3 separate regions of the Mus musculus genome follow, and all the other regions are linked to region 3. Evidence: chromatin contacts called from public ChIA-PET data. All regions are on one chromosome and are shown on one strand. Each heading gives the region's core, a stretch centred on a gene start, on an enhancer-like site or on the middle of the called end of the contact. The rest is flanking DNA. Distances are from core to core; before and after follow the strand shown. Region 1 holds the start of Slc25a30 (solute carrier family 25, member 30). Region 2 holds the start of Tpt1 (tumor protein, translationally-controlled 1). Region 3 overlaps Lcp1 (lymphocyte cytosolic protein 1).

What was found. ChIA-PET counts read pairs in DNA pulled down with a chosen protein or histone mark.
Region 1: an RNA polymerase II ChIA-PET map of effector CD8 T cells shows a contact between it and region 3, with 30 read pairs. The contact joins the promoter of Slc25a30 here to the enhancer-like site in region 3. A contact is called at or near these places in 4 of 115 datasets of contacts at active chromatin or transcription factors (bone marrow-derived macrophages, effector CD8 T cells, embryonic forebrain and 1 more) and 2 of 9 other capture datasets (embryonic tail and pancreatic islet).
Region 2: an RNA polymerase II ChIA-PET map of effector CD8 T cells shows a contact between it and region 3, with 47 read pairs. The contact joins the promoter of Tpt1 here to the enhancer-like site in region 3. A contact is called at or near these places in 6 of 484 Hi-C or Micro-C datasets (B cells, CD4 T cells, CD8 T cells and 3 more), 2 of 115 datasets of contacts at active chromatin or transcription factors (bone marrow-derived dendritic cells and effector CD8 T cells) and 1 of 9 other capture datasets (liver).

What each region holds. Positions count from the first base shown.
Region 1 is chr14:75,785,036-75,789,846 of GRCm38.p6, forward strand. It overlaps Slc25a30 (solute carrier family 25, member 30), which reads right to left and starts at 2,002. Exons shown (of 10, transcript NM_026232.3): 1 at 1,890-2,002.
Region 2 is chr14:75,843,922-75,848,238 of GRCm38.p6, forward strand. It overlaps Tpt1 (tumor protein, translationally-controlled 1), which reads left to right and starts at 1,335. Exons shown (of 6, transcript NM_009429.3): 1 at 1,335-1,535; 2 at 1,696-1,769; 3 at 2,282-2,472; 4 at 2,773-2,878; 5 at 3,323-3,439; 6 at 4,178-4,317. The coding sequence starts at 1,508. The coding sequence ends at 4,180. It overlaps Gm4285 (predicted gene 4285), which reads right to left and starts at 1,043. Exons shown (of 3, transcript NR_045294.1): 1 at 853-1,043; 2 at 630-736; 3 at 1-61. It overlaps Snora31 (small nucleolar RNA, H/ACA box 31), which reads left to right and starts at 4,002; the gene lies at 4,002-4,113.
Region 3 is chr14:75,189,401-75,194,203 of GRCm38.p6, forward strand. All of the region lies in intron 2 of Lcp1 (lymphocyte cytosolic protein 1), which reads left to right. Among named protein-coding and RNA genes, the nearest start is that of Cpb2, 50 kb to the right of the region's middle. Within about 2 kb of position 3,056, at least 64 of the 459 cell types and tissues checked have an H3K27ac peak or open chromatin away from gene starts, as enhancers often do. A contact at or near this core is called in B cells, CD8 T cells, Th1 cells and 3 more, where this site is marked.

The DNA of each region.
Region 1 (4,811 bases), core at 752-3,251, 590 kb after region 3:
AGGAAGACAGTCATGAGAAAGGAGGAAAAGACCTTCGGAGAGAAAGGAAACAGCTGATGGACTAGAAAGTAGAAGGGCCGGGGCCTAGCAAACACAGAAGTGGATGCTCACAGTCAGCTAATGGATGGATCACAGGGCTCCCAATGGAGGAGCTAGAGAAAGTACCCAAGGAGCTAAAGGGATCTGCAACCCTATAGGTGGAACATTATGAACTAACCAGTACCCCGGAGCTCTGGACTCTAGCTGCATATGTATCAAAAAATGGCCTAGTCGGCCATCACTGGAAAGAGAGGCCCATTGGACACACAAACTTTATATGCCCCAGTACAGGGGAACGCCAGGGCCAAAAAATTGGGAATGGGTGGGTAGGGAAGTGGGGGGGGGAGGGTATAGGGGACTTTTGGGATAGCATTGGAAATGTAATTGAGGAAAATACATAATAAAAAATATTTTAAAAAATGAGAAAAAAAAGAAAGTAGAAGGGCTCTAACTGGGCAGGCAGTCGATGGAGGGAGGGGGCGGGTGGGTAGGATGAGAAACAAAGCTATGAAGTCAGTGTGATGAAACTCACTGCTTTGTACGATTATTCTTTAAAATTGGCACTGCTAGTACTTCTGCGGGCTCTCCAAGTTCCTCTTATATAATTAATAAATCATTTTCATTTTGGTCTGTTCTTTCAGTGTACAGTCTTAAACCGTAATCACATACTCTTCCCTTCGTGTTCTCATAAATCTCTCCCCCATTACACTGTCTTTTCATAAGCCTTTCCTATTCCTATTCTTCATTAAAAGCACACAGTGAGGGGCCGAGAGATGGCTCAGCCTGTTCTTCCAGAGGACCAGGGTTCGATTCCCACTATCCACATCAAGTGGCTCACACCTGCTTAGAACTCCTGTTTTAGAGAATCTGATGCATTCTGACTTCCAAAAGTACTTCGCATATAAACTCACAGACACATAAATAAGACTGGGTGAATCTTTTTTTAAGTGTACAGGTAAAAAAAAGAAAAAACCAAACTCAACACATACTTATGAAATATGGTGTTTTAAAAACATTTTAGAAATAGTACCATTTTTTCACGAGATAATTAAGCCCATGTTACAAAAGTTGGCAGTGCCACTGCTAAGATCTAAATCCATGCCTTTCAGCTTCACACTAACACATCTCCGAATGTAGAATCTACAAGGGCGTTCGTTCTAGCATTGTTTTGCTATTCTTAGGCAAGAACAATCCTGACTACTGAGTGTTTTGCCTGAAATTACACCTAAAAAGCCTTTAAAACGCATTAGCACGTTAACTTTTCGAGCAATTCATTTGACAGGTTCTTGCGAACTCGCAAGCAGCAACCTAGCTTGTTGTTTCACGAGCAATTTGTGTGTGTGTGTGTGTGTGTGTGTGTGTGTACGCGCGCGCCCCATTACCTTAAAGAAAATGGACATTGTTTATTAACCGCCTATTTAGCAACGCTGATGATTGAACCCGGGACCCTGTATACAATAAATAGCTCAACCACTGAGCAACATCCCCAGCCCTACACCAGCAATTCAATGGATGAAGAGCCCTATCCCGGGTACTGAGCTCGCGGGTGCTGAAGCTGCACCGTCTCTGCCCACGGATGGGAGGGGCGCACACCGGTGGGAGGAAGAAGTGTCGCAGCAAAGGGTGCAACCCTTGAGCCTCCCGGACGCCCCCCTCAGCCATCCTCCGCAGATCCCGCAGAACCACTAGAACCCGGGAGCGAGCCCGGGTCCCAGAGCGAGCCCGGGCTCCGGAACCTCGTACCCACCGAACCCCAGCCCGCGAACCCCAGCGCACTTCAGCCCGGAGCAAACCCGCCGCAGCGGTTCTCTGGCCAGGTCCACAAGGCAGCAGCGCGGCCGGGAACTCACCCCGCGGCGGAGCTCCTCCTGCTACTCCTCGGAGCCAGTGCAGCCGCCTGGGAGCACCTCGGTGCGGGAGCGGAAGAAAAGGCCGCCGAACGGCGGGCGCGGCCCAAGCCGGGAACGGCTCCGCCCGCTTCTCGCCCGGACACGCCCACACCACGTTCTCATTGGTCACTGTCGACACCGGCTCCCTCAAGGCCACGCCTCCAGCCACAGCCAAGGAGACCCAGGAAGAGCGGGTCCCAGAAGCAACCAGACTGGGGTTCTCAGGCTCTCACTGCTGGGAACCGAGCTGCGGGCTGCTCGCTGCTCCCCACTGCCTTCGGTCTGTGAAGGGGAAGCCGGGAAGCCACAGACTCTTCTTCAGAGGGGCTTCTCCGTGTCTCCCAGAACCTCGGCAGTCGCAAAGAATCATCTTGCGTTCACTGTTTTTAACATAGAGCTTTATAATTTGAAATGTGCTGACTGAAAACTGAGAGCCCAGACTCACCAACGCTAGCATTTCGCAACTCTTGCATTCTTTCTGTGTCTATTCCTTTCACACCGAACTCTTGAAAAATTACCACTTATCATATACAAGAGACTGAGTACATTTTCAATCATATCCCATATAAATATGATAATATTTATATCCCCTTGCTGTCTCAAAAGGTCATCCACACATGCGCACAGGAAACTCGGGAGCTACTAAAAATCAACCCAATGCATCTGAATTCACCTCTCGTAAACTTCTTAAACCAGAGCTCTCGTTTTCTTTTTCTTTTTTTCATTAGCTATTTATTTACAATCTGACCGGAGCCTCTAGTTTCCTAAACTCTTCTTAACTTTGGCATAGTTGCGGTCCAGACCAATTGTCTTGTCAAGTTCTGGATTCGTGGGATTATTTCCTCGTGATTAAATTTAGAAACCTTTAGAACAATGGCGGATATTCACAAGACTTCCTTCATTTCTGGACATGCACTCTGCCAGTTTGTCATTGTTACCTACGGAGCAAGGTGCATAGAGCAAGATGCGGCTTGTTCAAGGTTCCTATCTCCTCAACAAAGCCCCTCCTCTTTGCATTGAAAACGGATGTGGACTGCTGGGTTTGTTTCTTGGAAGCCCTTGCTTCTGTGTCCTGGGGATGTTTTATCGTCTAGCACTCTCTGCTCTCCAGCACAATGCCTACCAGTTCTCAAAACCAGTTCTCAATAGTCCTTGCCGATTGTCCTTGGAAAGTTTTGTTATAAAGTTCTTCTGTGTGTTTCCTTTTATATTGTGTCACATAACATAAAACAGTGTAGTTGGGTTCTCTTTAGAAAAAGAACCAATATAATGACTATATTCAAAGGGGATTTATTCAGCCACCTCACATGATATGGTCTGGGTAGTCAGTCCAAGGATGGCTGCCTGCAATGTGAAAAGGCTGGGGGACCTGGCAGCTGCTCATACCAGCAGCCTGGGTGCCTCAGTAGTCCCAATCTGATGCCAAGGCTCCTGTAGAACCAATGGCCTTCAGTCCATCTTGGAGAGCCAATGAAGCCTGGTTCTGGTGCCAGCAAAGGAATTTAGAAGCAATGACAGAAGCGCTCACTAGCAAGAGGCAAAGGCAAGCAAGCAAAGGGTTTTCCCTTGGGGCTCCTTGTATATCAGCTTCTGATAGAAGGTATTGGCCACATTCAGGGGGAGTCTTCCCACTTCAGTTTCCCTGCCCCCACACATCCCTCACAGGCATGCCTAATCTAGATAATACCTCATGGGTATCCCAGGAACCTTGATTCTAGATCTGTCAGGTTGACCATCAGTGTTACCCTCACAAACAATATGCCTCTCACCGCAGATATTTTTTAAATTGTTCTTAGGTTTAGTTATTCCTGCTTATGTTATGAATATTTCGTGTGCATGTGTGTGCAAGTGCATGTGTGTTCGTTCACGTGTGATCATGACCTCTATGGACACCACATGGATGTCTGGTGTCCACAGAAGTCAGAAGAGGGCATCAGACCCCCTAGAATAGGAGCACAGATGATTATAAGCTGCTATGTGAGTGCTGGGAACTGAACCCAAGTCCTTTAGAAGAACAGCAAGTATCCTTAACCACTGAGCCATCTCACCACCCTCCCCAGATACTTTTAAATCCCGAGTGATGGATATCTCTAATTTAGACGCCTATACCATGGGTTCCAATCTAGCCTCCTCCTTTCTCTGTCTCTTTCGTCTAAGCTAGAAAATTCCTATTCCCCTTGCATTTACACATTTATCTAGTCCTTCTGTTCTATACTCTACACAAAGCCGCTGACTCTGTGACAGGAGTGACAGTGACAGGCTAGCGACCTGTGGGCTGTGAATGAATTCACCAAAGACTAAAGGCAAAAGTGGAGTTATTAAAGTGTAATTCAAGAAAGCCATGGTAGATGAGACAGTGGGCAGAACTACCTTGACAGTGACTTTCTAAGTGTCTCTAGAGATGGGGAGTTCTATGCAGGCTGTCGGGCAGTGGTTCAATGTCCCGCCACACTGGGGTAATTGCAACTAATGCTTATCATGGTTTGCAACACCCTGACCTTGAAGTAGCCATGGCCTTGCCTGAGTCAGACCAGCACAACCACCAGTCCTAACTGGCATCCACAGTTTGCAGCTAAGGCTTGTTATGATTAACTCTTTCTGTCGAGATAATGGTCCTGCTCAGAGGCAGTGGTGACCTTGCCCTGAGCTCAGCCTGCTCTGGGGCAAAACTGCCCTGTCCATCTCCGAACGAGCAGAGCTAAGACACACCAGTAGCACCGCTAGCAACAAACTCACTTCTTTGATTTGAGACTTCTTTGAAATTGTTTTAACCTTTATAATCTTTTAAATATAATGCAATTAGTGTACAGTGCTCCAAAGTTCTTGAATTAATATACTTTTAAAAACTTTTTATACATTCACTTGTGTGTGTGTGTGTGTCCC
Region 2 (4,317 bases), core at 85-2,584, 650 kb after region 3:
TTCAAGGCCAGTCTGGTCTATAAAGTGAGTTCCAGGACAGCCAGGACTATACAGAGAAACCCTGTCTCGAAAAAACAAAAACAAAAAAAAATTTTTAATGATGTTAAAAAAATACATTTGGGCATAAAACTGGAGAAAATAACAGAAAAATCCAAAAAGAATATGTTTGGGGATCTATGTAAATGAGCATTTTTGAATAATTTGAAAATGAATACCTGGGATGTGCAAATAAGATTCACATAACTCAGAAATAACTGAGTTTTGAGACTGCTAAGTCATAGCCCCTCGGTTCTATGTCTACGTTTTCTGATGTCCTTCACTTTTTTACTGTTACCCCGTGTCCTTTAGAGTATCTAGGAAAGCAGCAGACCACCGCATCTTAAGTGGACGGTTTTTCTTCTGCTCTTTGGCTAGAGTTTTATTCCTGAATGGTTTACTCTGTGCTTGTAACACTTTGTTAGTGTGAACTGCCTTCTCCTTTGACATACTAACCTAACCTTCTGTCCGAGGGCAGGCAGGGCTGGCTATGTCCTTCTTAAGCGAGAAAATTGCAACACTAGGGTTACAACGGACTATAACCAAATCTGGAAGGGAAGAAACTGTGATTTCATCCTGCCATACATGTTTACCTGAACGGTGGGTCTCGGAAGTTGTATGTTGTACTTCGTGGTGGATGCGAAAGCCCTTCAAGTGACCCGGGCAAGTGGGAAGCTCCTTATTTTGGGTCTGTTTAGTCCTGCATCGCCAGGAATAAAAGGGATAAAAGTGACAATACAGAACTGTCCTAACAAAGGACACCGTTTGCGACCAAGAGCAGAACAGGCCAGCGAAGAGCTGTCCGGCCAGACCCACCGCAGGCTTTCACTTTCGGAACCCACTAGAGGACCAGTCCCCAGGACATCTCCCTCCGCGAGCAAAACCGGTGCAGTCTGTGGGCAGCCAAGGACCGGAGGTCGGAGACCCGGGACACCAGCCCGGCGCCATCCCCGTAGTCCCCGCAGGCTCAGCGGCGCGCCCGACAACAGTCATCCGATTCTGCTGACATTTTCTTTCCGAGAAAGGGGTGGGAACTGAAGCGGCGTGGCGGGAGGCGGGGCGCAGTCACACCCTGGCCACGCCCGGGCGGCGACTCAAGCGTCCGGCCATCGGTCGGCCGCAAGTCCCTTCCCGTCCCAGCATGCCCCGGGCGCACTATCCGCACACCGCCCCCGTTGCCCCGCGCACCCAGGGGCACTCCGCATTGTGTCCCAGCAGAGTCCCCGGATGCCCTCCCGGGGCCGGCCGGGCGTAGCCACGCCCCCGCACCGCCCTGCGTTCACGTCACCGCTGACGACAGTTCCGGGGGAGCCGCGGACGGTGACGTAGCCGAGCGTGCCCTCTATATGAGGTTGGGGAGCGCCCGCGTCGGCCTTTTCCGCCCGCTCCCCCCTCCCCCCGCGCGCCGCTCCGGCTGCACCGCGCTCGCTTCCGCGCTGTCAGGCTAGCGCCGCCGTCCCCAGCCGTCACCATGATCATCTACCGGGACCTCATCAGCCGTAAGTCCCGGCGCCCGCGGGCCTGGGTGCGGGTGGGCACCGGGGAGGCCGGGGACACGAGCGCAGAGCTTGGGCCGGGAGCCGCCGCGTGCGCCGAGCCCGGCGCGGGAAATGGCGGGCCTTCGCTCGCTCACGGGCGGCTCTCTCTGTTCGCTTTCAGATGACGAGCTGTTCTCCGACATCTACAAGATCCGGGAGATCGCGGACGGGCTGTGCCTGGAGGTGGAGGGCAAGGTGAGCGGGGCGCCGCGCGCGGGGAGGCTGGCCGCCTGCCTGCCGGGTCGGCCGAGCCGGGCCGGGCTGGGCTGGGCGCCGCGGGGAGGCCGCTGGAACTCGTGCAATCCTCGCTGCCGCCTCCAGGCGGAGGAGACGCTCTTGCGGACCTTGGGTTTTTCTAGAAAAGTGGAGGCGGAGCCGAGCCTGGAAATAGGTCCGCGAACTCAGCGCCATCCTCTTTCCGGGCGAACGGGGACATATTGTCTATAAGACAGGTTTGCGCTGTGCGCGCTTAACCCGTGGCGACTCGAGAGAGGCCACAGCAACTTGGTTCCGCTTGATGAGAGTGACCACCTCTCTCAGTCCGGGCAGCGACTATTTGGGGGGAGGTTAAGATGTTTCAGGGAGCTGACTGATCGTTGCCGGACCTTTTTTTTTTTTTCTCTTTTTTTCTTTTTTTTTTTTTTTTTTTGCCCCTTCGACTAAGTTGTATTGTCTTTTTGTTTTGTTTTGTTTTCTTCTAAATGTAGATGGTCAGTAGAACAGAGGGTGCCATCGATGACTCGCTCATCGGTGGAAATGCTTCCGCTGAAGGTCCGGAGGGCGAAGGTACCGAAAGCACAGTAGTCACCGGTGTTGACATTGTCATGAACCATCACTTACAAGAAACCAGCTTCACAAAAGAGGCTTACAAAAAGTACATCAAAGACTACATGAAATCGTAAGTGACATAAACACCCCGTTTTGGTGGTCAGCTTCCTAGAAGAAGTTGGTTGCTTAGGTAGGAAGGGCTTAAGAAAGGAGGGTCTTTTGTTATACAGTGAAGGTTGATTTTCAATAATGTGAGCAAGCCGGTAGAAAGTTACTTTAAAGGTAATATAGGAATTACATTCTTTTAAATGGTTTCTTGTCACCTAGTAAACTATCATTTTGCTAGAAGACATTACCTATTGGAGCTTATATTCTTACTTTACTGAAAGATTATTCAGTATTTTGATGACCTGTTACTTTACTGTTTTAGACTCAAAGGCAAACTTGAAGAGCAGAAACCAGAAAGAGTAAAGCCTTTTATGACTGGAGCTGCAGAGCAGATTAAGCACATCCTTGCTAATTTCAATAACTACCAGGTAAATGGACCAAAGGGTTGTATAATAACTGTGGGATCCGAAAAAGTCTGTTTGCTGTCTCGTACATGGCTCTGGCTGTCCTGGAACACCCTTAGACCCAGTTACCTCAGCCTTCTGAGATGAAAGTCTCAGCCCATTTTGTGTAGCACCACACCAGGCAAGGAGCTGGTATTAAAATGATAGGCATTGCTTTCTTTTCATTGAGACTGTTATCTGTAGACCAGACTAGCCTTGAACCCAGAGGTCTACCTGCCAGTGCCTCTTAATTGCTGGGATTAAAGGTGTGTGCCAACATGGCTAGCATATGTGTTATTTTTGAGAACTAGGGGTTTTTCTTGCCAAATTTTGGCCAGGGGTTATTCTGGATCTGCTTTTTATAGTTTGATTTTATATTTGTGTGTATAAGATAGTCTAATTGTAGGTTTTTGTTACGTGTTTCTTAAGTTTTTTATTGGTGAAAACATGAATCCAGATGGTATGGTTGCTCTCCTGGACTACCGTGAAGATGGTGTGACTCCATTCATGATTTTCTTTAAGGATGGCTTAGAGATGGAGAAATGTGTAAGTATCTTTAAATTAGTAGTGTCAAGACAGGGAGTGCAGCAGTGATTCTTTGCCATCTGCAGGTGGCAGGCCTTGTAGATTGTGAGATCTTTATCCTGTGGGAGAGTAGAGCCTTGAACATGAAAGGGGCTTGAAGATGAGATTAGCTGGCTTGCTAGAGTGCTCAGGGTCATGTGTGTAAGTAGTTTGACACTGGCCTGGGATAAACTCACGTAGAATGAGTGTGGTCTCTGCCCCACGGTAGTTCAAGTCCATTTCATATTACATGCAATAGGATGTTTCAGTGTTTACTGAGGTCAGTAAGAAGGAATACAGAAATGTCTGTTTTATAAGGGACTGGTGGAGACAGTGTTCCTTGTCCTAGATTTTGGAGGCTTTTTTTGTAAGCACAGTAGAAGGTGAGTTTAGAGATGTACTGGAGAAAGTGGGTGACCGCCTGGGACAGTGGGGTAGGAGTGTTATTCAGACAACAGCTGGTGTTTGTCAGTAGAGCACTGGAGTGGGCAGGAAGATGGGTGAGTGCTGCCAACTCGGTGAGGGTCTGCATCCACTGATAGACCTCGAACAGTTTGTGGTTGTTCTTCTGGTTTGCACTAGGATGCAAAAGGAAACTCTCCCTGCGCTTCCTGCCTGCCTTTGTGGCAGTTCAGATTGAATTAGGGAGTACATCTACATGCTAGGACAGTTATAAGCTCAGGCTGGGGCAGTTGTTAATGCCATCTCTTTGTTTTGCAGTAACAAATTGGATCTATCACCTGTCACCATAATTGGCTGCTGCTTACCATCCATACAACACCAGGACTTAGGACAAATGGGACTGATGTCATCTTGAGCTTTTATTTTGACCGTGATTTATTTGGAGTGGTGGCATTGTT
Region 3 (4,803 bases), core at 1,806-4,305:
ATATGTGTGTGTGTGTGTGTGTGTGTGTATGTATGTGTGTGTGTACATATACATATGTGTGTGAGTGTGTGTATGTGTGTGTGTACATATACATATGTGTGTGAGTGTGTGTATGTGTGTGTGTACATATATTCTACATATTAGTGAGATGAAGTAGTATTTGAGTTTCACTTGCTGTCTTCAGGTTCATCTATGTTATTGCACTGACAGAAATTTTCTTCCTGTTTTTTTTAAAAGGGTATAATTCCATTGTGTTTTTATTTTATCATGCGCCACATGTAGATGATGCTTTATTGAGTCATCAGTTAATGGACATTTAAATTGTTTCCGTTTCTTCGCCATATTTTCTTTGAGGCACCACCTCACTATGTAGCCCACTGTCTTGCCTCGGCTTCCCAGGTGCTGACATTACAGTGTCTGCCACCATGCCTGGCATTTCTTGGCCACCAAGAACAGCGCTGCTGTTTGGGGTGTCCTCCATGGGGATGTAGATCTCTTAATCCAATGGGTTCTTGTCCTCTTGATAAATAACCAGTAATGGTGTAGCTGGACCATGTGGTATTGCTGTTTTTAACCCCTTCAGGAATCTCCTGGCTCTTTATAAGGGCTATCTTACAACCTTGATAGTCTCATCTTCACTGGTTAAGGAAGTTGGCACAAAGGCTGAACATAGCAAAGCAAATTTAAAGGTTGAAAAATAAACTCCTAAACTAATAGCTAAAAAGGACGAACCATCTCCAAGGTGGGAGATTTATGAATTGGCCAGCTCCTATAGTTCTGTTTAAGATTAGTCCAAGATAGGAAGAGCTGTAATTGTATCAGAAAAGATTTAGGTTACAAGGCAGGGATATGAGACACCGGAGAGGTTATAGAGTTTCCTTATTTGGGTCTTTTCAAAGAAAATGCTAGATGGTTCTCTTTCTGGGACAGTCTGTTCACTGGCTCGCCTAGAAGCTAGGAATGAACTGGATCAGCGTCTCTTTAGCCGTGTGTGAAGACATCCCAGAAAATAGGTCCCATGGGCCACTTTGACAGCTCTGCTGCTCTGAACTGCTCCACTGGGCAGCCGAGCAGGGACATCTACCTGGGGTTCAGAAAGAGATGCATCTTCTGGAACAGCTCTGTGTGTGACGAAAGGTAAGGACAGGGACAGTGGCTGGCCCCTGGGAGCCAGGCCCCCTCCCCCACTTGCTCACTTCTTAAGAGACATCTCCGGGGTCCAGCCACTACTCTGGTGGGCACTCATACCAACCACGTTGTTCTCTGCAAGCTCGGCTCTAATCTGCAGATTCACTGCTCAGCTACTGAGAGAAGTCTTGAGACTTTTTAACATAGAAGGGACTCCCCCTGTCAATATAGGGATGAAGAAACTGAGGCCCAGAGAACAAACTGGAGGTTAATGCTACACAGCCGGAAGGGAGGCAGGGTCTCCTCACGAGAGCCCAGACACAGCCTTCCCTCACTCCCCCTGCCTTTTATCCCAGTAGAGACTCATTTGGCAAACTTACTCATTTAGTGAATTGAGTGGGCTGATTTCGGTATTTGGTATTCTTAGTTATGTATGTCTGTATTTCTGTACTTTGAGACAGGGTAGTCCTGACTGGCCTAGAATTTTCGCCATGTAGCAAAGGCTGATCTCAAACTCAAGGAGAGCTTACTGTCTCAGTATCCTTTGTGACAGGCTTGTGGGTCCATGTCACGATGCCTGCCATGCTATTTTCATTTTAGATAGGCCTCCTCTCTGCTCCTTTTTTTTTCCTTTAATTTGCAAAGGTCTGTGTTTAACCTTTTCCACTCCAGGAAATCCCACTATTACATTAATCATCATCTACGCGTTACATTCAAGACTTGACGTTTAAGCGTGGGCTTCATGAAGCACTAGCCTTTGGGGCTCCCATTCTTGTTCCTCTTTCTGCATCTCTCAGCAACTAGAGCAGAGCTTTATACAGAAACAACTAGGTGGGATTTCATTCCTGGATGAGTGAATGGTGGTGTATATTCAGACGATAACTTTAGATTGATCGATATCAGTTCTTTGAACAAACGTTTTGGGCATGGTTCTTAAAAATCCCTGTCCTAGAGCAAGATGAACAGTAGCTGTGGATTCCCAAGAGGCCAGTACCATGGGTAGCACTGTAGCCTAAGCAAGAAGAGGGGTGCCAGTGTACTATAGTACCCTCAGACTCCAGCCTGGTGTATCACCCTTGCTTACAAAGCTTGGGGTGGTTATCTTGGTAGAGAGCAGGGGTATTAGGGATGTTCAAGAAAGGACAGGCGGGGCCGTGCAGTCTCTTGAGTTGGAGATGGGGCTGGGACCTGTCCCTGTAACCTCAGAAGCCCCTTGATTGAATGGCCAACTTCTAGAGGCTTTCAGAGCGTGGTGAGCAGGCTAGAGTGCTGGGACCTGCTGGCTTTCCTAGCAGTGTCGGCCCAGCTGCAGCTTCACGGGTGACAGGCCTCCTTTGTCTTCTCCCCTAAGGCCTTCAGGTCAGAGGCTGGAAAGAAAGGTGTCGGTGCCCTAGAACAGCCTGTGGGAAACTGGTGCATTGGCAGAAAAAAAAAGTCAAATTTGAGGTTAAACTTGATAGAAGGATTTGTAAGATTCCCTTTAAGTGCCCATTTATATCTGAGACCATTTGTAATTGAATTCATTTTTAAAAAGGTATGTTTGGGTATTTGCCTGCTTGTGTGTCTGTGTACCAATTGTGCACCTGGTGCACGTGGAGGTCAAAAGAGGGAGCTGGGTCCCTTGGAACTGGAGTTACTGGAGTTACAGATAAATGGGAGCTGTCATGTGGGTGTTAGAAATCTAAACCCAGGTTCTCTGCAAGAGCAGCCAGTGCTCTTAACCACTGAGGCATTTCTACAATCCCTAAAACTGAATTGAAAAAAACAAAAACCCACAAAAAAAACCCCAAAAATCAAAAACAAAAAAACAAAGTCATTTAAAAGCTGTGTTTTTGGAGTCATCCTTTCTCTGAAAGGTGAACATAAGGAACCCGTATCAGTGACACAGAGTAAGTTGCGGTATATTCTTTGTTAGCTCTCCTAAGGGTGTTCCTGTGAAGCAGAGTCGGCAAGCAGCTTTCACCCTTTTAAACTGTACGAATGTTTTCTTTGGCTACAGAACCGTGTCACATCTTTGCTTCATATCTTAGTCACCTTAAGCTACTGTCAGCCCCGGTAGCTCCTGTGTTGCTTAGACAGTGCGTTTCTGATCGTTCACCGTTCTCGGAGGTCTCCGGAAGCTCTGTCATCCCCCTGGTGGATGCTGAGATCCCCTGAGGTTGCTCAGATGCAACTGGGACCAAGAGTCAGAAGTTTCCAGTTTTCCTTCACCTACAGAGTCAGATTGCAGAGAAAGTGGGGCACAGGCAGAAGTGTGCCTTGATCCTGTGATACGAGGTGGCAGATGCCTGGGACTCTAGCAGGTGGATAACTGGTCACTACTGTCCCTAACCTTAACACTGATGCACCCAGAGTAGCCTGCGTCACCACACCGGGACAGGCCGCTGCCCCCCTCTTTCTGCTGTTTTCACAATCAGTTCTGAAACCTGAGAAATCCCCACTCCTAAGTCCACACTCACTTAGAGGAGCCGTGTTCTTCTGCAAATCCCTCAGCACTGTGATCTGTGGTAAACACCTAACACGCGGTTTCTGCATCTGGTCCTTGGGCAATTTGAGTCAAAATTCTTCGGTAATAACTCATTCTCACAAACCTTGTTGTCTGTCGAGAAGGAGCAGACTTTGTGGCTTCGGCAGCTGGGGAGGTATTGAGCTAGTTTTAAAATTAAGTAAACAACAAACAGAAAAAAAAAAAAAACCTAGCGATCTCTTTAGCCAACTGTCTTGGGATTCTATGGCGATGGATCGAAAAGGCCAAAGTCCCCACGGGAAAGCAGAAGTGACCCAGAGAAATGATTTGAGATTCGTTCTCTTAGATCTAATGGTTTGGGTAGGGATCCATAAGGGAAGGTCCTGAGCTTACTGCTAGTTGAAATGCTTCCTGGCAGAGCATTGTTAGTTGGTGTGGTCATTAGAAAGGGACACGTGAGCTGGTGAGATGCCTCAGCAGGTAAAGGTGATTGGGACTCAGCCTGACGACCGGAGTTGGATCCCTGGGTCCCCACATGCTGAAAGAAGAGAAACGGACTCATTCGAGTTTTCCTCTTACCCCTACTTGTTCGATGTAACACACCCACAGCCATACACTCCCCCACACTAAATAAAATACAATTAAATGTTTTACCAAAAGGTAAGGCACGGGCAGGGTCTGGGGATATAGCTCAGTGGAAGAACACATGATTAATATATATAGGCCCTAGAAGCAAAAAGAATAAATAGTATGAACCATACTCACAACAGAGTCTGTAAAGCTCAATTGAAAGTACTCCCTCGTGCCCTGGAAGACACGTGCCTTCTTTCTTTTTGGGCTCCTGATACCCAAGTAGGAGCCTTTACTGCTGCCTATATGGTGCTAGTATTGCAAAGCGACACCTTCCCCTGAGGACCTGGATAATAGGTGGTGATAAGATAGTCCACTCCTTCTAACTGCAGGAATGAAAATGGGCACAGTCCCCTCAGGCAAACACATAAACTATGTACGATATCTAAAATTAGACACTACTGCAGCGATGTCCTTCTTAGACATGGCTGGTGTGCATGTTAGAACATTAATCATGTCCTGCCCCACGCTGGGGAAGCACTCTCCTTTCCACACCGCACTTGGTCTAATTAGCTGAAGAGTCTCCTCTCTGTCAAAGTCACTGAGACTTTTAGGGGTAACTTCACCCTCTCTCTTCT